Linked DNA regions of Mus musculus: all the other regions are linked to region 3. Evidence: chromatin contacts called from public HiChIP or PLAC-seq data. All regions are on one chromosome and are shown on one strand. The core of a region is the stretch at or near the end of the contact, and the rest is flanking DNA. Distances in the headings are between cores, read along the strand shown.

Evidence for each region. HiChIP or PLAC-seq counts read pairs in DNA pulled down with a chosen protein or histone mark.
Region 1: a CTCF HiChIP or PLAC-seq map of the NIH/3T3 cell line shows a contact between it and region 3, with 10 read pairs. The contact joins two enhancer-like sites. A contact is called at or near these places in 1 of 15 datasets of contacts at CTCF or cohesin (the NIH/3T3 cell line) and 1 of 115 datasets of contacts at active chromatin or transcription factors (pancreatic cancer cells).
Region 2: a FOXA1 HiChIP or PLAC-seq map of pancreatic cancer cells shows a contact between it and region 3. The contact joins the promoter of Epha4 here to the enhancer-like site in region 3. A contact is called at or near these places in 1 of 39 promoter capture datasets (hippocampal neurons), 1 of 15 datasets of contacts at CTCF or cohesin (the NIH/3T3 cell line), 2 of 484 Hi-C or Micro-C datasets (embryonic fibroblasts and pancreatic cancer cells) and 2 of 115 datasets of contacts at active chromatin or transcription factors (embryonic stem cells and pancreatic cancer cells).
Region 4: a CTCF HiChIP or PLAC-seq map of the NIH/3T3 cell line shows a contact between it and region 3, with 23 read pairs. The contact joins two enhancer-like sites. A contact is called at or near these places in 1 of 15 datasets of contacts at CTCF or cohesin (the NIH/3T3 cell line), 1 of 484 Hi-C or Micro-C datasets (nephron progenitors) and 1 of 115 datasets of contacts at active chromatin or transcription factors (the NIH/3T3 cell line).

The regions. Positions count from the first base shown.
Region 1 is chr1:77,868,233-77,874,021 of GRCm38.p6, forward strand. All of the region lies in intron 1 of Gm33083 (a long non-coding RNA gene), which reads right to left. It overlaps Gm33030 (a long non-coding RNA gene), which reads left to right. Exons shown (of 4, transcript XR_373561.2): 3 at 2,973-3,043. Among named protein-coding and RNA genes, the nearest start is that of Gm33083, 25 kb to the right of the region's middle. Within about 2 kb of position 2,094, at least 8 of the 459 cell types and tissues checked have an H3K27ac peak or open chromatin away from gene starts, as enhancers often do. A contact at or near this core is called in the NIH/3T3 cell line, where this site is marked.
Region 2 is chr1:77,513,364-77,518,808 of GRCm38.p6, forward strand. Epha4 (Eph receptor A4) reads right to left here and starts at 1,725. Exons shown (of 18, transcript NM_007936.3): 1 at 1,578-1,725. The coding sequence starts at 1,668.
Region 3 is chr1:77,693,565-77,699,752 of GRCm38.p6, forward strand. No RefSeq gene overlaps it. Among named protein-coding and RNA genes, the nearest start is that of Gm32974, 94 kb to the left of the region's middle. Within about 2 kb of position 1,812, at least 13 of the 459 cell types and tissues checked have an H3K27ac peak or open chromatin away from gene starts, as enhancers often do. A contact at or near this core is called in the NIH/3T3 cell line and pancreatic cancer cells, where this site is marked.
Region 4 is chr1:77,844,674-77,850,146 of GRCm38.p6, forward strand. All of the region lies in intron 2 of Gm33083 (a long non-coding RNA gene), which reads right to left. The region is part of intron 2 of Gm33030 (a long non-coding RNA gene); the gene reads left to right. Among named protein-coding and RNA genes, the nearest start is that of Gm33030, 34 kb to the left of the region's middle. Within about 2 kb of position 1,523, at least 15 of the 459 cell types and tissues checked have an H3K27ac peak or open chromatin away from gene starts, as enhancers often do. A contact at or near this core is called in the NIH/3T3 cell line, where this site is marked.

The sequences.
Region 1 (5,789 bases), core at 844-3,343, 170 kb after region 3:
TTATTTTTGTTGCTACTTCATAACTGTAATTTTTCTATTGTTGGGAGTCATGATGTAAATATCTCTGTTTTCTGATGGTCTTAGGTGATGCAATTCCTGTGGAATGTTAGTTGACCCTTAAAGGGGGTCGGGGGTCGTGGTCCACAGATTGAGGACCGCTGCTTTAGCTGTAGTACTGTTTCTTGAGGAATTCAACCTGCAGGTGTATTTTATACCTGCAGCCCTTAGACTTGACTGCTGCTGGGGTATCATCTGTATTAGACAACCCTTATAAGTCTCCTCTTTCCTTTCCTCCCTTACCAACCTCTCTCCCCACCTACATCCATCTCTTTTCCTCCTCCTTTCTTCACCTCTTCCTTCTTTCATTTCTCTCTCTCTCTCTCTCTCTCTCTCTCTCTCTCTCTCTCTCTCTCATCTACACACAGAGAATCTCTTGGTTATGTTTTTATAGAGAATGTTGACTAATACTAATAAGATGTTAAGGATGGAACTGGAAGAGGGGCTGTGTGGGGGAGGACTAGGAGGAGAAGTGGGACTGCGATCAAGATGATGAGAGAGAGAGAGAGAGAGAGAGAGAGAGAGAGGAATGGGGCTGAAGAGAAGGCTTATAGTTAAGACTGTCTACTGATCTTGCAGAGAACCCAGCTTCAGTTCCCAGCACACACCTCAGGCAGCTCACAGATACCTCAACTCCAGATCCAGGGGATCCAACACTTCTGGCCACTGTGGGTACCTACATGCCCACCGACAAGCCCGTATGGTGAAATACATAAAATTTTAAATAACATAAATAAATCTTTAAAGAGGTATTTATATCTGTATTATGGTTATTCCAGTGAAACAAGTATAGACATTTTATAAATCAAAAGAATATACTGGTGTATAGCTGCTGTGGTTTTTCAAAATGCCTATTTGAAAGAGAACTCTTGAAGTAAGAGAAATCTCCAGGCCACCCATGAGTCACACCATCATAGAGATTCCCCTGATCAAAACCAAATGTCATATTGCTGCTTGAGAAATGTCACATAATTAGAAGGAGACTGAATAAGAGTCATCCACCTGCCACAGCATGAGGGAGGGGATGTGAGAGAGAATGAATGGGAAGACAAAGCTGGTGACACACAGTGACATAGTGTACCTGGTACAGGGCTTGGCCCTGGAGGCACAGCAGGCCCCACAGCATTCATACAGCACAATGGGAAGAGATGCTGTGAGCAGCTCATGCCATCAAAGTCGAGTTACTGCCAATAAATCATAGAAAGACCACAGCATCCCTAAGAGCAGAAGAGAGCCTTGTACCTTCCCACTCTTTCCCCACATGAGGACCCCCATGGCTCAGCTTAAAGGCTAGACACATGAAAAGGGGCTATGTACCTACTGAGCATTGATCTTTCTACTCACTTGTTCGGACTGATGCATTTTACTGATTCAGACAAAATTATAATTTGCTTTTTGTAAGATTCCTTCCTTATGAAAAGATTATAATTTATCATGTATTTTCCCCCAAAGTAATAATCTCTAAATCACTCGATGAATGTATCCCTAAATTGTGGTTTAAATAATGCATCATGATGCACAAAGTAACTAGGGTAAGATGGAATTTAACAAATATATCTTTCAAGTATTAACATGCTGTCACTACAGATTTAACTTGGTGATAGAGTGCTTGCTTAGCATGGGCATGAACCTGGGGGTAATTTCCTGTACAATTAAAAAAAAAAGACAATTGGTGGCTGCTGAGAGAAGGAGAAGAGTTTTCTTCAAGAACGATACCCCTGACAGGTTCCCGTGCTTCAGTGAATGATCTACACATGCGCACATACTGGCATCACTAAGCACAGTTAGTGGTTTTTTTCTTTTTAAAGGAGCACATAATTTGGGAGGGAATAGTGGTGGGCAAGAAAGTGGAAGAAATGGGGGAGTAGGAATACATGGTGACTTTGAGCAGAACATATTATATACATGTATGAGATTTTCAAACAATAAAAGCAAACAAAAACACAGCAAAAGCCCAAAGAAGCACATAGCCCAACCACGACTCATTACATTCTTATTACATTCTTGTAACACTTACTGATATGCCACAAGTATTATAAAACAAACCTAAGAGTAGAAAACGTCCAAGTTCTTGCAATCTTCAGCAATAGTGACTTACCATGTAGCTTGGGAGGACAGCAAAGTGCCTCTGTTGTTCTGGAACCTCACAGAAGCCTCCAAGCCAGCAATTCATAAGAAGAAATTCTCAAAAGGCAATGAGATTTTTCATTTAAAATTGTATGGCTTTTAGTAGCAGCAAAAACGTCCATTAAAACTACTTTTCTTAAAATCATTATAATTTACATTCAGCTTATAAAGTAGTGAGTTACTATATGGTTATTTTTCCCATCTATTCAGAGTTCATAACTAACCCTAACCCTTGCCTGTCCTAGATGAAGAGTTGACTATTGATATTTTTTACTACATGAACACATAGACAAATAGCCTTCTAAGCATATCTGTTAATACACATAGGCTAATACTGTTCTCTGATTTGGACAGCGAAGGTCATGTTCAAAGTGGCTGACAGTGGATGCAGAGACTCACAATTGGTCAAATTGCTGAGGATAAATGATCTTGAGTTCTCATCCCTACACTGGGCATCAATAAGACCCTGTCCAAGGACCAGGGAGCATCATAAGAGAGGAAATAGAAAGACTGTAAGAGCAAGAGGGTGGGGAGGAGTACTGAGCTGTCTTTGGGATGTGACACACCTGTGACAGTCATGATGCACTGTACAATAGCTACCTGCACATCCAAAGTCAAAAATCCATGAAAGTCAGAGGGGTAATGGTTGAGAAGCATACAGGGATCCATGAGCATGGAAGGAAGATGAGAGGGCAACAGGGGCTGAGGGTGATCAACATGCTTATAGACACATGTAAAGACTATAGTAAATAAATTAGAAGATCTAACCTTTTCTGTATTTATTCTAGTAGGTTGCCCCACATGGATTCCCCACGAGGATGATGCACCAGGAAGAACTCTTCATCTCCCGGATGCCTGGGTATCTGTCTAATATTTATCTACTGAAAATACTAAAGCAATAACCACACTTCAGCATGTTAAGTACAAATCAGTCCAGTGAGGCCAGACCTGCCGACTCAAAAAGATGTCAGAGAAATTTCTTTGTAAGGGGGACGTCATAAAACCCTTGAACTCTTCTCCCTTGTGTGTCTCAGAGGAAAGTGGTTTCTCCAAAACCCTAAGGAAGCCACTTTAGCATTTTTTTTCAGAACATAGCTTTGTATTCATCCATTCAGTGCACTCATCTTAGATGCTTTTTAAAAATAGCACATTATTATCTAGTCCTGTGACTTAAGTTTGTTTCTCCTTTCTCCCCTGCAATACAGATTTAAACTTCCAAGGGCAGGCATGGTCCCCTATGCCTCTCATTCCTCCACACTGCGGGTGATTCTTAGAGTCATGTTTACCTAATTCTTCAGAGGCTAATAATTCACTACCTCACTCTGGTCCAGGAAAGCAAGATAAGTTTAGTGGTGTCAAACAAATTGTGGTGGCCTTTATTCATAATGCATTTGCTTCAAATGCCAGCTTGCTGCAAATATATGCCAGGGACCTGCCAAACAATAAAAAGAATAAAGGTTCATGGCCCAATGTCCCACAAAGTTTACTGACCACATCAGTAAATCTCTGTGAGGTAGAACAAGGACAGCCAGCTCTGAATTCAAGCAGGCCAGTGGTGTAAGGAAGGGCAAACATGACTTCAGTGCTTGTCAGCTGGGACAAAAAGATGCACTCGGCCATCCCTACGCAGATGGGAGACTTGGGGGTCTATGAATACTCCTTATGGAGCTGTGAAAATCTGCAGAGGCCATCAGTCCACAGATTTACACTTAAGATTCTGAAAACTAAGCAATCAGGACTGGAGTCTGCATGGCTAGCCATTGTTCTACTATAGTGATGAGCTACTTATGATAAAAGATGCAGTGTGCGGGAGAAAGAATTATCCTGAGGAGGACCACGATACCAGTTTGCTTCAGCAACAGCACAGCAGTTTGGAGCTAGACTGCTTATTTCCAACCTTTTAGGATCATAGATGAGGAAGGTGAGGGAACAGAATGACTTTCTGAAAATATACCACCATCTAGTTAAAGAGTCACAATTAGAGTCAGAGTCAAAAGGAAGAGGCAGCACCAAGAACTAAATTATTTTGTACTCATTCCTTAATGTTTGTGAAGTAGATTGGTTTGAAATAACTGTGATGGCAGAGGAATAAGAATAGTTGATTTTCTGAGTCATTTCAAGAGCTAAATTTTATTTCTTGATTGCAGAAGCATTATACTTCTGTGACCTGAAACCACCATAGATTTACATTTTTAATCAGCCTATTTGTTGCTCTAACAGCTGCCCTTATTTCAAATATTTTTCACTGGCCTAATACAAACAGATTTCTATTACACCTTTATGAACAAATACACTAATGTATATTTTTGTTCTAAAATGAGCATGCATTAGTCACAATGCTCTATCATTTGCTTTCCTCACTAACATATTTCTTATAGCTGTTTGCATGGATGTACTTTGTGTTTTGTTGTTTTTGTTGCTGTGGTTTTGGTCTGGTTTTATTTCTATTAGTTCTTTGAGAATTTATTATGACCTGTTTTGACCATACTCACCCTCCCTCCCCAGCTCTTTTCAGACCCACCTCCTTTTCCTTTCCTGCCCAATTTTTTGCTCTTCCCTGACCCCATCAAGGGCACTTGTGCTACCCAAATAGTCCTGAATGTGTGACCTTCCACTGGATCATGGTCTGCTTATCAAGGGCTATATGATTAGAGAAAGCTGGCCTTTCTGTTTTTGGCAGCTAGGTATTAGCTATAGTTTCTTATCTCTGGGTAAAGCTACATGACAAACTCCTCCCTCTGTGCTGAGGTTTGGTTCAGTTTAGGTTTGCAAAGGTCTTGTGCATAGCATCACAACAGCTGTGAGTTCATATGGAAACTGTGCTGCAGTTTTCAGAAGACACCATTCCCTTACAGTCATCTGCCGCTCCATCTCCATGATGACCCCTGAGCCACTGTCATACTCCATGGTACATATACATGTATAGATCATCTGTTATTTATTCTATTGGGTCAAAAGTAGGCCTGGTCTAATTACTTATCCCTACAAAGAATACTGTCTTAAACCTCTGACTCTTGATTGATATGGTATCCTTTCAGTCAGATTCATAAAGTGGGTTTGATGAACCATAGGGTGTCAATACAACTTCTAACACAGTCTGTGGGAAATCTTTTTCACACATTTTAATACATTTTCTTTCAGGAACTATGTTTAGTAGATGCTGAACTGAACGCATAGTGGAGTATTTCCTTTTCTTTTGAGGTTTCTTTGAAGATCCCTTAGTTATAGGGTGATTTTTCCCCCATTTATCTTGAAAACCAATATAATGAATGCCAAATGAGCACATGTCAATGAATATTCATGGTCTCCAGTACAAGTGCTTTGGAATGACTTTAATTTTCAAACCCTGACCTTGTTATGACCCTTAAAATTAAAATATTGTACAGTGATGTAAAACAGTGTTATATCACAGTCTATAAAGAAAAACAGAAGGTACCAAAGGTGCCATATTTGGTGACACAAACTGTCCCTGTTTTTAATCTCCTTTCCTCCTAGCTTTCCTCTTCTTCCTCCTACCCTCCTCATTATCCTCTTCCTCTTTCTCCTTTGATATTTACTGGGCATTATGTGCCAAGTAGAGCATATACCCCAACTGCAGTTATAGG
Region 2 (5,445 bases), core at 475-2,974, 180 kb before region 3:
GAGAGGTCTCTGGGGACACTTAACAAGTGTGTAAAGTAAGTAGCCATAGCCAGGAGAATGCGAGGTACGCGGTTCCGCTCAGAGGAAAAGCCCCGGGAACTGCCGAGGTGCTAAATCGAAGCCACAACCCCTGGAATGTGACGGAGTAGGGGAGAGACCACTCTTCTACCCCCACTGTCCCCTCCTCCGCCCCGGCACTGCCTGTGGGCAGGTGTACGACAAGGTCCAAACCTCTGCCTGGAGAGCTCCGGGTACCCTCTGTCTAGCCAAGCCTAAGTTGGTTTTTGGCTCCCTCCTTCGGAACAGAAAAAATGATAGTGGATTGCACAGGAATAGCTAGATGGACTGATGCCTGGGGAGACGGAGGCTGGCTGGCTGGATGGATAGATAGATGGATGTACGGAGTGGGAAGAATCGATGAGACAGATGCACAGCTAATGCGCGCAGGTTGGAACACGAACACAGGCCGGAGCCCACGTTCACACACTGTGCGCACTCGCTTACCCGGCACAAAACGTCCAGGTTCCTGCAGACACCCGCGCCAGGCACACATTTGCCCTCAAACACACACACACACACACACACACACACACACACACACACACACACACACACACGAGAGGAGGGGGAGAGAGACAGACAGAGATAGAGAGACAGGGACACATAAGGACAGAAATAGACACAGAGAGTGTTCCTTTCCCCCTAGGCCCATCACAAACTAAATGGTCACCACCTCTCCCCTCACCTCGGACAGAAAAACAGACAAACAATCCTTCCAGAACGTCGCAATAGACAAACAGAAAACGGCACACGAATGGGTCCCGTCGGTCATGCCTGTCCTTCTAGACTAGTCCAGTACCCCATACTGGAGAGAGAAGCTTACAGTGGGGTATGTTTAATTCGCTGACTGGTCCCCTAGTTTTGCTGGATGAGCTAAGGATCTGGGGTAGGGGAGAGGTAGGCCTGAGATTGCAACCTCCAGGGTGCGCGGCCCGATGGAGAAAAAGGTGTCTGAGGCCCGGTGCTAGAAATCAGGTCACCGGCGCCCGACAAGCGGCGCCACCACCGCTGCGCGCTCCGGAGACCAAGCAGCCGGGTCCCGGGAAGCGCTGCGCTGGGAAAACTTTGCAAAAACCCGGGCTCGCAAGGCTTGGACAAGAGGCCGGGCGCTCTGCGCTCTACGTTTGGGTTTCCCTTCTCGCCTGTGCTGCTGATGTAGAGGACTTTGCTCACACGTTTTTTTGTTTTGTTTTCAAATCCCGGTGTATCCCCTCGGGGCGCCTTGAGCCGGCCCTGCAGGCGGATGCTGATAAACTTTGGCCTTTCGCTACAAACTTGGGCAGAGTGGCAGCTTGCATCGGTCACCCTTCTCAGTTCAGACAGCCTGATCCTCCTCAGTCCCCACTTAAGAGGATCCCCTCTGTTCGGCACTCTTCTCCGGAGTGGGAACGCGAGGCTCATGCCGCGCTCTCCACCCCCCGCCCCCCACCCTAACTGGTTCTGAGCTCCAGAAGACCATTCATCAGTGAATCACCCCCTCCGGGTCCCGGACCGCATAAGGGCTGCCGGGCTCTTACCTTCATTCGCGGGGTATACCCTAGAACCGGTGACAGCGTCGCAAATTCCAAAGAGAAACGAAAAGAGGATGAAATAGAAAATCCCAGCCATGGTTCGCCGGTGCCAACGCTGCTCCTGCCGCTTCTATCCCAGTGGAATAAATGCTTAAGTTAGGAGTGCAGCAGTCTGAAGACATTGCCAAGAGGGTGGGACCGGCCCGTGACGTACACCCGCCAGTCCAGAGCTCGTGACCAATAGCAGTGCAGAACCAGCGCCACGTCCCCACCCCCACGGTGCAGAGCCCACCCCCGAGGTCCCGCCCCCTCCAGCCTCCGCAGGGCTCAAGGTCTCCCGAGGCTGGCTTCCCAGCAGTGATGGGTCTGTGCCCCCACGAGAGGCCCCAGACCTTGTCTCGATCCTTGGGGATCGATCCCTTGGACGGCAGAGGGAACTTCGAGAGACTCCGAAAGGACGGTGGGGAAGGCCAGAAAACGTTGGCATTCCCCGCCCGGCCCCAAGTCCGGAGGTGTGCGAGGGAGAAAAGACTCCTGTTGAGATGAAATAAGTCTGAAGTTGACCTGCACCTTGGCTCTTGCCCCTTGCCGAGGTCGTCGGGTCTCTGTACTGTCCACCCCAGCTAAGGTCGGGCGCTCTCTGCTGCACGCAGCCACCCTCACTGCCAGGTTTTGTGTCTTTATGGCGTTCCTCCGTGGGAAATGCTTTGGGCTGGGGGACTTTCGTAGCTTGATAATTCCTTTCCTTCTTAGTTACCTAGCCAGGGGGACCCAGTCATCTCCCCAGCAGCAGAGCGCGGTCACTTGTCCCCAATCTTCCTAACGTTTGGAAGTGATCCCTGGCCAGGTCCGGGTGTTCACATCGACCGAGCCCACTACGGGACTATGAAGGGAGAAATCACCTCGCGACAGCCCTAGCTACCGGGAACTCACTGTGCTTTCCAGGGAGTGTCCCTGGAACCACTTCTAGCCATTCCTGGACACTTAGGTGTAGAAGGGGAAGGTTGTAAGAATGCGAGCACCTGCTGCACAGAAGGGACAGACAGAGGGTCGCAAGCTGCCTGGAGCAGCTACTGTGGCTCTGAACTCCGAAGTCTCCCCGGTACTGATGGGGACAGTCTCCCAGGGGACCAAAATGAGAGGCTCTACCCGCAGAAACTTGTCCCACAACCCCGCGTTGTTCTGGGTGCCAACCATCGACTTCCCAGGGACGCAGACACCATCCGGTCCTCCGATGCTCAGGCCACCGGGGAAGCCAATTTGAGCGCCAACCGCAGCTCAGCTAGCTACCAAGGGACCCGCCCCAGTTGAAACTGGGTGGCTGGTCCCCAGGCGTTTGAAGGGGTGGGATTCCAAAAGATCCACCTTCCGTGCTCGCCTCAAGCTGCCCCTCCTTTGGCTCCCTCCCGGGCCAGATTTTCCTCCTCCAAGTCTGGGTCTCAGCCTGAGTGGAGTTTGAGTGGAGGCACTTTGCAAACAGCAGGGGCAGAGTATCTACGTGAACCAACCGCGCCACCTGCCGGCCAGATGCGGGAGCGCGCGGACCCGGAGCAAAGCAGAACGGACAAAGACCTCAGCCAGCCAGGCAGGTTGTCCAAGCCCGGCTAGTAATTTATTTACAGATTTGGTCAGGTCCTCCCATACTACGGTACGTAAAGTCCTGTCTCAGCTTCCTCCACCTAGACTACGAAAGAAGAACTCGGAAAACGTTTCATGGAGGAACTTCACATGCAAAGGATTTCATGAGTAGCTTGTCCCCTAAAATGGGAATATGGAGTTAAAAAAATCCAAGCATCACCGCAAGGTGTGGAGCAGGTAGAAATCCGAGCGTGGCTCCAGGCGCTTTCTGGTTGTTGTCATGGAGAACGATCGCGTTTCCCGTCCAGGGCTGGAGAACTGTGCTTGCAAATTCAGACCCGGACTAATCACACCAGCAACTTTTGCAGAAGGCAAGAGTGCGCCGGTGGGCAGTAGCTGAGTCGGTTGTCCAGAGGGACAGCGGCTAAGGCTCCTGGCATTTTGACTCTGCGGTTTGGAAAAACCTATTGGAATGTCACCCACAGGGGAAGTGGATTTCCGTTATTGAAGCTACTGATTTTACATCAGTGAAGCGCGCGGGGGGGAGGGGGGATTATGCACGCAGGAATATAAGTGTGTGCATAAATTATTAAAAATAACCGCGCTAAGTCCCCTTAAGAAAAGTCTCGATTCTTTCATGTGTCTTTCTGGCTTTTACCGAAAATAAATAGATAAAGATCTAGGATCCTATAGTTTGGCACACAGATTGAGAAAGGAAAAGAGCAACCCGGATTCTTGGGAAACATTTTTAAACAATAGGTGCCACTTGTGTCTGGGCAAGCGAGTGAGTACTGTGTATTTTCTATAGTTGAAATAGAAAACTAGCTGCCCATCTCGCTGAAAGCAGCAACATTTCGAAAGCACGCATCCCATCCCATGCGCACACTGAATATTAATCATCTTTTCTGGCTACAGATGCCTGAAAAAGCAGAGCTGAAGCAAGGATACAAACAGTCTTCCCTTGCCTACCTTCCCTTTGCTTCACTTCTCAGGCCTCACCGCAGCCCAGCTTTGAGGAGAACCAAGAAACTAAAGGCTAAGTGAGGGAAAGCCTGTCTTGTAGCCTCCTCAGTGAGATCACTGGGCATCTGTCCAGTGACCCCCAAAGAGAACACTCTCCTGGCCACTGGGATGACATCTAGGCCGAGCAAATACAGTTCTTTTTTGTTTGTTTGTCTGGTTTTGGTTTTGGTGTTTTGAGACAGGGTTTATCTGTGTAGCTCTGGCTGTCCTGGGACTCACTTTGTAGACCAGGCTGGCCTCGAACTCAGAAACCCGCCAGCCTCTGCCACCCGAGTGCTGGGATTAAAGGCATGCGCCACCACGCCCAGCGCAAATACAATTCTTTAGTGCAGAAATGAAAACATAGCGCTGGCCCTGGTGACCATCAATGCAGAACTGCTCTGTGCATTGTATACTCTAAGACCCTGGGGGTTTCTAGTGTTCCCCTCTTTATAACAAGCCAGTGGAGTCACATAAACACAAGATAGCGTTAGAGTTGCAGCTACCACCCAAACCACTTGGCGCTAAAATAAAATACACCTTTAGTCCCAGCACTACAGAGGCAGAGGTGAGTAGATCTCTTGTGAGTTCCAGGGCAGTCGGATCTGAATCGTGATTTCTACCCACGCTCTATAGTATGACCGTGTATCAATACATACAAACATTAAATAAACATAAAGTTAAATGGCTGGATTTCTTTAGGCGAAAGGACCCTACCCATAAGAATTCGTGTATAATTTGGGAATACTGAGAGACATGTTAGAATATTTGTGCTAATAAGCATACTGAGAGGGATAATTTAGATTACCTTTTGTCTTTTTGGTATTTTGCCTACCACAAAGATTTGAACTTACAAATTAGACTGAATGCTCAGTTGAATTAAAGCTAGATTTTAAAATATTTTTAACATTAAAAATGTTAATGCGCGCATGTGTGTGTGTGTGTGTGTGTGTGTATGTTTGTGTGTGTGTGTGTGTGTGTGTGTGTGTGTGTGTGTAAAGCATCTATTTGAAGGTACCCACAGAGACCAGAAAGAAAAAAAAAAGCTTCAGATGTCCTGACAGATTGTGAGCCACCTGACATGTGAGGACCGGGAGGAGGAGGAGGAAGAAGAGGAAGAGGAGGAGGAGGAGGAGGCTGGGAACCAAACTCTGATTCTATGGAAGCACACAGAGGAACTCTGAACCCCTGAGGCATCTCTTCTGTCTCCATATAAACTAATAACTGTAGCTATGCTTGCATGGAGAAATCACTAAGACCTTGAATGTTCTTTTCCACCAAGGACCTGAGCACT
Region 3 (6,188 bases), core at 562-3,061:
ACTGGGCACAGGCAGTAAATCCTTTCTTGGCCCACTGACTTCCCTGAGTAATCAACAGAGGTGCCATCAGTGACAATTGAGCTTTTAGGTCTGACAGCAGCTATAGTGATAATAGTTAACACTTAGCACTTCCTGTGCATAGCGAACACATTCCTCTTAGCTATTCTCTAACACTTCACTCTTTGTCTTTTTCCCATTCTTTCTTGAGGACACCCAAGAGCTTTTCTCATGTGAGCCACGTTTATATATGAGAAATTAAAGATGAGAGGATTCCAAGATATTTATCTATTCACTAATTAAGTAATGATAACAATAACTCAACATAAAAATATGTAGTGTTATGAGTTACATGTTATAATAAATATTTTTAATAAAATGGATGTATTTTTAAAAGAAGAAATATTAAAGAAATTGTGACTTTGTTTGACTCTTGCAACTACCCTTAATATCCTGCTTAATGGAAGACACTGGGATTCTTTGATCTCCTTCGTTCCCAGTGATGAGATGTTGCATGCCATGCTCCTTCTGAACACTCTACTGGACACCCATAGGAAGAGGGAGAAGGCATATCAATTTTCTATCAGTGTGGAAATAAAAGTAAGGGGACAGATAATTTATAAACATTGACCCAGCAAAATCAGGAACCCCCAGAGTTCTCCAGAACACATTTTAAGAATAACTATTTTAATTTCTCCTCAGAAAGATACTCTAAAGTAACCAATATTACTTCCCCTTTAAAGGTTATGAAAGCAACACTCAGAGTGCTCAGGAAACTGTCTTCTTAGTAAAGGAATCAGCCTTTGAACTTAAATCCAGATCTTTAATAATCATATATGTTGCTTTATAGTGGTAAGTACACATTTCTAAATTCTCTACCGTGACTCTATAGAGGGCAATGACTGTCCTTGTCAGTCATGGCTTTCTTTGTTTCTTTCTTTGTTTGTTTCTTTCTTTGTTTGTTTCTTTCTTTGTTTGTTTCTTTGTTTGTTTGTTTCTTTCTTTCTTTCTTCTTCCTTCCTTCCTTCCTTCCTTCCTTTCTTTCTTTCTTTCTTTCTTTCTTTCTTTCTTTCTTTCTTTCTTTCTTGTATGTATGTATGTATGAATGTATCTATCTATCTATCTATCTATCTATCTATCTATCTATCTATCTATCATCTATCTATCTACCTACTTCCTACCTATCTATCATATCTTTATTAGAAATGATGACAGATATATCATCACTTGGAATGATCATTTGTAATCTATCTTTGTATCTTTGCCCCTGACAGTGCCTGATAATGTAATTTGAGTAAATGAATGAGTAGAAGCATGTTTTTATACAAGCAGCATTAGATCTGAAAAGAAATAACTTCAACAGCTGCTTTACTTCCTACTGCACCCCGAATAACATGTTTTGTGGTTCTTATCTTAAAGTTAGGAAGAGATTCAGATAGGGCATAAGTGCAGCAGATCCTATGGCAAGAAGTGCTGGAAACACAGTCAGAAAAGGCATAGAATAGGCTTAAAACTATTTCAATATTCTACAAGTGATTTAGAAGAACAAGAGCGAATTTGAAGTTTACATTCTCAACAAAACACTATCCGTTGTCCCACCATCATATTTTGTTCCAATAGATTCAAGTCACACCTTGCTGGGTGCTTAGAAGGTCTGTTTCTAGCCTTTCAATTAGATCATACAACTATCCACAGGTCTCTTATGCACTCAGATCTGAACCTCAGTTATGCAACAGACCCAGACTGTGAGTCAAGGGAAAGGAAATCTTTGACATCATATACCCACTAACATTTCATCGTGGCCAGGCTCACTGGAATGCTGATGATAAGCAGCAAACACTCAATGTATAACTATATAAAGAGTGGATTGTTGAAGGTAGAACTTTGCACATTCCCATCTGTGATTCACAGAGTGTGTTGCAACTTTATGGCTTGAACCAAGAGAGCCATCAGGCAGCTCGACTGCTGTTTACCAAGGGCACTCAGAAGCTCTGTAAAGAAACAAGAGTCTGATGGCGTGAATCAGAAGACAGGACAAACAAGAGAAGGAAGAGAAAAGGGACTACATCTGAGCTTGTCTTAACTTAAACATACTGTCTGACCTGATTTACTATATTACTGATTATTCTCTAAGAATGACTCTGTTCTCCAGCTGCCTGTATTTCAATTTTGACTCACAGGTACCATAGAGTCAGAGGGAAATTTATTGTTCTTGTCTTTACAGCCAGGAAGGAGACAAAATGGACCAGAGTAAACAAACCTTGCATAGACCAGGGAGCATCAGCTATGTTGAGGACATAACATATCCAGAAGGTGCCATAGCTCACTCATTGCTTAATCTTTCTAGCTCTTATCCTTTTGGGGATCTGAAATAGAAGCAAATAGAAAAGTAGTCACTTCCTTCCCAGGAGAAAATTCTGCTCTGAGAATCTTACCCCCTGGGGCACCAAAGCCAGCCAACTCCCTACCACCATTCATGTGTCTTCCTCAACAACCCATTCCACAAACACAAAACAATGATCATAGATTAACCAAAGGCAGAGCAGTGGCCCCACAGGATGATGCCTTGGGAAATATGCAATTCATAATAATAAAAAAAGATGAAGTGTGTAATCAGATGCCAGTATGTGGTAAGCTAAAATAGTTAATTAAAAACAAATAGCTGGAGCAAGCTTGTCTGATAAGGAAGTGCTATTAAATGCAAAATACTAATAAGAAAAAAAAATTGGGTAAATGATTTTTCAACTAATTTATGATGGTAATTCACTCAAATTTAGATAACTCAAGGAAAGATGATAATGAGTAGGTGTTTTCCCAGGAAATGTGCATTTAACAAAAATGCAAATTATTTATGCTTTACCTTCTAAGATAAGCGACATGCAGAAATGTCTTCCAGCACAGTTTTGCTGTAAGCAGTGATCTTGGGAACCGAGATTGTATATGATGAATAACTCGACCTTTTACACTCTATTATCTTCCTCATTTGAAGTTCAACAGATGTATTACCACAATTAAATATTTCCAGCTAAAATACCAATTCTGGGAAAAATTACCATATTCATTGTAAAACCTTCCCACTCTCTGATCTCTATTGTCTGGAAGGAAAGGTTGGGTCACCTTGGGTTTCCAGCATGGGCCAGGGCTCTGAGGTCCTCTCCCTGAGCCCCAAGAGCACACACACATCCTACCCTGCCTCCTGGTAATTCCTTTTCCTTGTTCACTCTCACTTCTCACTTTGGAATTGATACCTGATTTCCAAAGACACAATCGTAATGCTCCACTGTCCTGGTGAGTAGGACCAAGACAGTTAGGTACATGCCAAAGAAATGTGTCAGGCTGGTTTTAGTAAAAATAAATAAATAAATAAATAAATAAATAAATAAATAAATAAATAAATAAATAAAAGAGCTAAGGAGGTAGCTGAGTCAGAAAAAGTGCTTGCTGTACAAGCCTGACTTGAGTTTGATCCTGAAATACACATTTAAAAACAACAATAGCGGGCTAGAGAGATGGCTCAGTGGTTAAGAGCACTTCCAAAGGTCCTGAGTTTAAATCCCAGCAACCACATGGTGGCTCATAACCATCTGTAATGAGATCTGATGCCCTCTTCTGGAGTGTCTGAAGACAGCTACAGTGTACTTACACATAATAAATGAATAATTCTTAAAAAAAAAAAAGTCCAGGCATGGGAATGGACTTAAAATTCACATGCTGGGTAGATGGAGACAGATTCCTAGGATGTGCTGATCAGCCAGCTTAGCCTACTTGCTGAACTCTAGGCCAGGGAGAAGCAGTGTTTCAAAAAACAAAGTAGGGACAGGAAAGACAACTGGGAAATAAATCATTTGCTATGAAACCATGAGGATCTAAGTAAATATAAATACTGCAAATCTACATAAAGCTGGACGTGGTAGCACAGATCTGTGACCCCAGTGCTCCTACACAGATATGGGAAGCAGAGATAAGAGAACCCTCCAAAGCTCTAGGCTGCGTATCAGAGTTGTAGTAAACTAGAGATCCTATCTCAGAGGAGAAGCAAGGCAAGGTCTGATACCAGAGGTTGTCCTGACTTCCTCAGCTGTAGCATATCAAGTACATTCCTACATTTACACACACACACACACACACACACACACACACACACACACACACACACACTATATACATATACATATATATGTATATATGTGTATATATATAACCCAACTGAACACATTGACCTCTGGCCTCCATACAGGCATACACACATACACTAGGACCTCTCCCGCTAAACTTCATGGCTTCATGAAAGCACACACATACATACACACACAAAGAGATATAAATGAATGAATGAATGAATAGAAAAATATATATTGACAAGTCACAAAATATCTGGAAAATTTGCAGCTCTTGCAGTTAGTTATATGTAATATTTAAAAATAAAAGAAAAAAACCTCATAGTGTATAATTAGCCTTGGTAAGACAAACCAACTGTATTAGATAGCAGGTGCCACAGCAGAGTCACTGGTAATAGTCAAAGAATGTTTCTTTATAAACCTATATAGGCAAGCTTCTCCATAATTTTCATCACAAAACCATGCCACACTACTCGTTTTGAATAACCAAGGTGTCACTTCAGAGCCTTCTGACAATTATAAGATGGGACATTGTGATGATGTTGTTTTCAACTTAATACAATCAGAATTATCTGGAAGTTGAGTTTCAGTAAGGACTTCTTTAGATCAGGTTGCCCTGTGGGCATGTTTATGGGAGATTATCTTAATTACATTAATCAAAGTAGAGTGGCCCATCCACCATGAGTGAAACCATTCTCTATGCAAGGGATTCTGAAATGTTTAAGTTAAAATAGTTACCTGAGCATTAGCAGGCATACATTAATTCATTGCTCTCTACTCTAGACTGTGAATATAATGTAATGAGCTGCTACAAGTTCCTCTCACCAGACTTTCTCACAGCGAGGAACTGCTAATTGGAATTCTGAGCTAAAAAACCCCACTCTCCCTCAAGTTGCCTTTGGGAGGGTATTTTATCAGAGCAAGAAGAACGAAAACTAAGTCATCTTGACAATGTAATCATTGAACTTCACTTAGGCTTGGGCATACCCACTTCTAAGTGTTCACTCTCCTCTTTGGAAAAGCTATTATTATGCCAGTAGACTCTATTCAGTGAAGAGGGACAGGTGGCTTGCTATTGATTTTTTTTTTAACTAGGTTCCTTTTATCATAAAAAGGTGCAGCTAAAACACACTCTAAGGGTTATCTATATCTTCCATACCCATGGAACTTCTGGTATTGTTATGATTTGTTACCTGTCTGAGTGTCTTATTGTCTTAGTCAGGGTTTCTATTCCTGCACAAACATCATGACCAAGAAGCACTTGGGGAAGAAAGGGTTTATTCAGCTTTCTTTTCCACATTGCTGTTCATCACTAAAGAAAGTCAGGACTGGAACTGCTACCAAACCAAGAAACACAAGATTGTTAAGAATTCAAGTGTTCTGAGAATAAAGTTTGCAATCATCCAGGTATACCAAGAATTATTTTCTACCCCATCTGTTGGTAGAGGTAAGACAATTACAGGGAGGGTGGCTTAGGAAAGACATGGTGATGCCTGACCTCAGTGACTAGCTATAGAAGCATTCTGGAGGCTGTGTTGTTACTTACACTAACACAAGTGATGGCAAATGTCCTACATTCGGGAGCTATTGTAGCTGATTTAATAGAAACTGAAGATCATATGGTTGCTTACTGGGTTTTCTGCGTTACCTTATCAAGAAGAGGAGGGAGGGATGGTGTGACTTCACTGTCGACCTCACTTGGATCTACTTTTGGCATTTTCCACAGTGTTCTGCACCCTGCAGAGAATATAACAGTGAGCTCCTGCTCTAGGGCTTCAAGCTGGTTTGAGTTAATTCATAGCACTTGTTACAAAACAGAGAAGGATCAGGCTGTTTGATTTACCATCTTCTTTCCTCTAGTGTTGCCATTGGTTGGCTGTGCCCACCTCTAAATACCATCCCTCTTCCTTACAACTTCTACTTTCTGGTAACTCCTGCTGCTCCTTCAGTTCTAGGAATAGTCTCCTCTCCACCCCTTTACTAGTTCCAGAATATTTTATGATCTCTTGTGGCTGACCCTGACTCTGCAATAGTTCCCCTATACTCTCCTGTAGTAAACATTGCGTGCTGTTT
Region 4 (5,473 bases), core at 273-2,772, 150 kb after region 3:
GAGGGTCCTAGTCTGATTGCCAGATCCCCTGTATAGAAGCTGGGGTTGGTAGCATGCACTTACTGTCCCAATGCTGGGGATACGGAGACAGGCAGATCATGGGGCTCTCACTAGGCAGCCGGTCTAGCCTACTCTGAGCTCCAGGCCAATGAGAAACCCTGAGAAAATAATGTGAACAGCTCTTCAGAAACAACATGTGCGTGGCTTCCACATGTGCATACATGAGCACCTGAGCATGCAACCTACCCCCACCCCCTGTCCCCACCTCCACCCACACACACATAAGCAAAGGTTTAAAATGTGTCCAGGTAGACGCTTTTGATAGAGGGATACAGGTATTCTTCAGCATGAAGAAATAATAGTACACCAACCAAGTTTAACAACAACAACAAAATGTCATGACATTGTGGAGGACAACTTATGGGGTGAGATATTCTATAGCTATGGGCTGGTTAGCCTGGGGCTAAGATGGAGCCCCATGCAGGGGCAGAAATAAACAAAACAGAAGGTAGGAAGAGTCTGGAGTACTTTGGAGCATGGTACCCAGTGACAATGTAAAAGAAAGGGAAGATACCACTAAGATTTCAATGATGCATTATAATGCTGTCCACTAAATCAGGGTGGACACAATGAAGAAGGGACTTTGTAAAAAGGGAGATAAAAAGATAAAGCTGGATTATCACCTGCCATGCAAGTAGATGAGACCAAGAGAATTATGAACAGGCAGTTGTTGCCTTGGAGAGTGCGTGGGATTGAGGTTTTGTGATGGGCCATCTTTGTGGTTGTTGAGACAGGGTTTTTCTGGAGCTCTAGATGTCCTGTGTCTGTGGCAGTTATGGGCCGCATCCTAGAACTGTGAGCCAAAAGAACCACTTCCTTCCTGTACTGGCTGGTTTTGTGTCAACTTGACACAGCTGGAGTTATCCCAGAGAAAGGAGCTTCAGTTGAGGAAATGCCTCCATGAGATCCAACTGTAAGGCATTTTCTCAATTAGTGATCAAGGGGGATCAATTAGGGATCAAGCCCCTTGTGGGTGGGACCATCTTTGGGCTGGTAGTCTTGGCTCTATAAGAGAGCAGGCTGAGCAAACCAGCAGCAGCAAGCCAGTAAAGAACATCCCTCCATGGCTTCTGCATCAGCTCCTGCTTTCTGACCTGCTTGAGTTCCAGTCCTGCATCTTTTGGTGATGAACAGCAGTATGGAAGTGTAAGCTGAATAAACCCTTTCCTCCCCATCTTGCTTCTTGGTCATGATGTTTGTGCAGGAATAGAAACCCTGTCTAAGACACTTCCTTAAGCGAGTCTGCCGAGTGTTCTGGTACAGTGATGAAGAAAGCTACCAAAACAAATGTATATTTCAGGGCGGACTGTTTAAATACAGAAATGAAATAAATCCTCAAGATTTCCTACTGATTAATCATATGGAATGTCTACCCTTAGAGAAAGAGAGAAGGATGGAAATCTTGAGATCCGTGTAAGGCCTTGACGACGGAAAGTCAGAGGAATCCAACGGACAACTCATGCTACAGAAATGTAGCTATGTGAGATGAATGAGGTGGTCAGTTGGGTATGAAAGGCAGACACGACGTTTAAAGTATGCACTTAGAAAAGGGGAATTCCATATACATGAAGCCAGAGGAGATGCCAGAGATAAAACCGGTCATCAGCCAGCAGCTCAGCTACATTCTGCAAATTGCCTGCATGGAGACAGAGTCAGCTCCCAACACAGGCTTTGGCACACCCTGTGGATCTCACTTGAACAGAGCTGTATCCTGCCCCTGCCCTCCTATTAGAGCTGGCTGACATCCTGAGCCTACCTCGCCAAGAGGTTCATGAATCCTAGAAAACAGCCTTACCCAAGCTAAGATGGTTCAGTCCAGCAGCACAAGAAGACAGCAGGTACCTGGCAAAGATCCAAACACGATGAAGCCAGGCAGCCAAACAAACCGACTTTTTTTTAGGTCTGGGGACCCTGCAAACCTGGAAAGGCCTTCATGGAAGGTCTGGCTTAGAAGAAAGACATCCCCGGGGAAGAAGTCAACCGCTAAAGCAGCCCTGAAAAGGAATTGTTCAAAGTAGCCCAGGCCCCATTAGGCAGAGGAGAGGAGGCAGGGGTGGGGGAAACCAGATGAATAACAGTTTCTGAGCAGCACTGGGGCCACAGTTAAGATCCGGAAGTCCTGATTTGTAGCGCATCCATTTATATATAAAAATTAGACTGTGTACATGAGTACTGGCTGTCTAGCCAAGAGCTAATGCACATATGCAATATTTTGTCTCCAGTAATGGTACTTAAATTTTTTAAAGTAAACTCCAACAGTCAAACACGATTTTAAATTGACCTTCCTCCTGGTGCTGGTGCATTTAGCAAATGCCTTTTCCTCGCTCAGCATTTCTTGTTCGGTCCTAAAACCCAAACAGAATTGATTTGTTTTTGAATCACTCCATTCATGAAGTTGTGTTTGGAAGAAAAGAAAGGGGCAATGAGTTTTCATCTTGAACTGGCTTTGATCTGGGGACAAGAAAAATAACCTTTTAGATATATATCTTGAAGGTGGTGGGTAGAAAGTAACTCGCGTCCTATTTGTGAGTTGCCCACATAAAATCACTGGAAATCGGTTGGCTCTCGGCCTAGGACGCACCTTCATTTGTCCTAGGTCTGTGATGGTTGTCAAACTCCTCCCTGCCTCTGAGCCCCTGCCCTCCTGTCGGAGCTGGCTGACATCCTATCAAAGAGCAGCAAACACAGAAAGGAGGGTAAGCAGATGGTGATTTGGAAAACATTTTTCCCTAGAGGGGATTTTTTAAAAAATCCTATTCTCACATAATCAGATAAGAAGCTCCTCAACCATTGTCCATAAAACACATTGGTGGGAGACAGAGACCTGTTATTTGGGAGGGAGGGGGCATTTTTAAAATGTTTTCATTTCCAGATTTCTCTTTATAGAAAGCTTAACAAGCATTTCCCAGTGAACCTTCACTGAAGACCCCAAATGGCAGGCATCCCTTTGTGTTAATAGTCCATTAGGGAAGGACCATTGGTTTCTAATACCAAGATGCTTGTCTTCAGGCCACTTGGTAGAGAGCCCCGAGGCTCGGCTGAAGAGGTCAGAGCCGTCAACGGGAAGGCTCCAGGAGCGCATTCGGCTTCCAGCTCTGCATCCTCAGACTTCAGAATGCCAGCAACCAAAGCTCATATTCCTGGGCTCTGGATCTGACCCCTCCGTACTCTTACTCAACAAATCCTGCTGGCCTTCAACAGGGGGAGATATTATTCTGGTATTCCTGGGAGGCCATGAAACCACACAAGCATTAAATCACAGTGCCTAACAGTGGCAGTGAAGGAGAGAATCCAGACCTCAGATCAGACTGGAGCCAAAATTCAAAGCAGAAAGCACAGCCTCTTCTCCATGCCAGCCCCAACCCTCCTTTTAAATCCCACTCCCAAGCACTGCCTATCTTTCCTCTGCCCTAAAGGATCCAATTTCTAAACAGTGGTTATGAGAATTATGTCTTTTTTTATCGATGCTGTTATAATACAAGAAGCCCCGGGTGCTATGCAGTTTTGAATGCCTTAGAGCTGATGTCCTCTTTAATTTTCACTTGCCCTGTGAACAAGTGGATGTGTGTAGCCGCTAATGCATTTCAAATGTAATACAATCCTCCATCCACACAAAACCTACAATGGGGTCACCATTAACTTCCTACCCTTCACTCTTGTGAGCTGGTATTTAGAACAAGAAAATGCTTTTGGCTTTTGGCCACCAAAAGCTATGAGGCATACCTTAGAGAGTGACAAACAAGAGGCTCTGGCAAAAATCTGAACCCACTCTGAGCTAACTTCTTTTTTAATCTTTCCTGCCCTGGCACAAAGGAAAGAGCCAAATACAGACCTTTTCTGAGGTCTACAAAAGAGGAAGAGGAATGTTAGCATGCTTGACTGACCAAGGAGTAATTTCAGGTTTCATTCTGAATGAGAGCCTTTTAATTATATAAACATACCATCAAAAAAATGGACCATATACACTGAAAATGTTAAGAGTCATTCAGATCTGTGAATGTGTGTTTAGCCCATAGCCGTCTTCTGGCTCTCCTCTCAGCTGTACTCATATGCTAATATCCACAGTGGTCAATGTCTGAGAATAGTTCAGGACCAGGGAATGTACAGACTATCATTCCTGAGAATGGGGATGTTGCTCAGTTGGGGGAGTGCTTGTATATTGTACTTGATACTCTGCATTTGATTCCTTAGCACTGTATAAAACTAGTGCTATATACTTGCAGTTTGAAAACTTGGGATGTATTGAGCAAGGGACCAGTAGTTCAAAGCCATCCTTGGCTACATAGCCAGAGCCTTGGGGTTTAATATAAGTGGCCTGAAGACAAATACTTGGTATGAAGAACTAATGCAACAAGGCTTGATAGACAAAGCATTTTTAAATATACAGGAAAGTGGATCTTAGTTTTGCTTTGTTTATTTGGTAGAATTCTTCTGCACTGTCCAGCCTAGACTGGAACTCATTATCATCCTACAGCAGGAATCTTGATATAACTCTACCTCTCTAACTCAGCTTCACGTTTCTTACCTAATAAAATATAATACCCTATTTTCTTATAAAATAAAATTTAATGTAAGTATAGCTATACTTGCATTAATAATAAGATGGCTCAGTGGGTAAAGAGGTTCTTGATACAAACCTGGTGGAAACCTGAATTGGATCCCAAGAACCAACATGATAGAAAGAGAGAAGCAACCCATGAAAATTGTCCTCTGACCTCCGTGTGTGTGTGTGTGTGTGTGTGTGTGTGTGTGTGTGTGTGTGTGTGTGTGTGCTTGCACACACATATGAATGCATGCACATGTACATGCACAGAAAGACAAAGCAGAAAAAAATGCTATAAAATCTTCTTGAAAACTAAAATTTGGTATGCTACCTACACACAAATTATTGCCATCAATCTTTTATGATATTATAATCTACATTTTGTTTCACAAAACACATTAACTATGTTTTAATCATCATTCTTCCTACGATCCAATTGAAAGAAGCAACATTTTCCTTTAACAAACCCATTTATTTTTTTCCTCTTTGTTGTGACAAGTGACCACTGGATTAATAATCTGGGAACATTGTGTCCTGCCAAACTGGCTCAGAGGGTAAACGTATTTGAAAACCACATGATCAGATGGTCAATTCTTCACTCTTAGCAGAAGAGTGGGTTTTAAAAAGCTATACTTTCATAAAGAATAAAGACAATGATGTAGGTCAGCTACATCATGCCTCCCATGTACAAACCCCTGTGTTAGTTCTCCAGCTCTCATAAACCAGGCAAGGGAGCACACATCTGTAACCTCAGTGCCTGTGACAGAGAAGTGGCAGGATCAAAAGTTCAAGCTTGTTAGTACATTAAAGGGTGCTCTGGGATATATGAGACTATATTGAAACAAAATCAACCAAACTAAAGAAGACTAT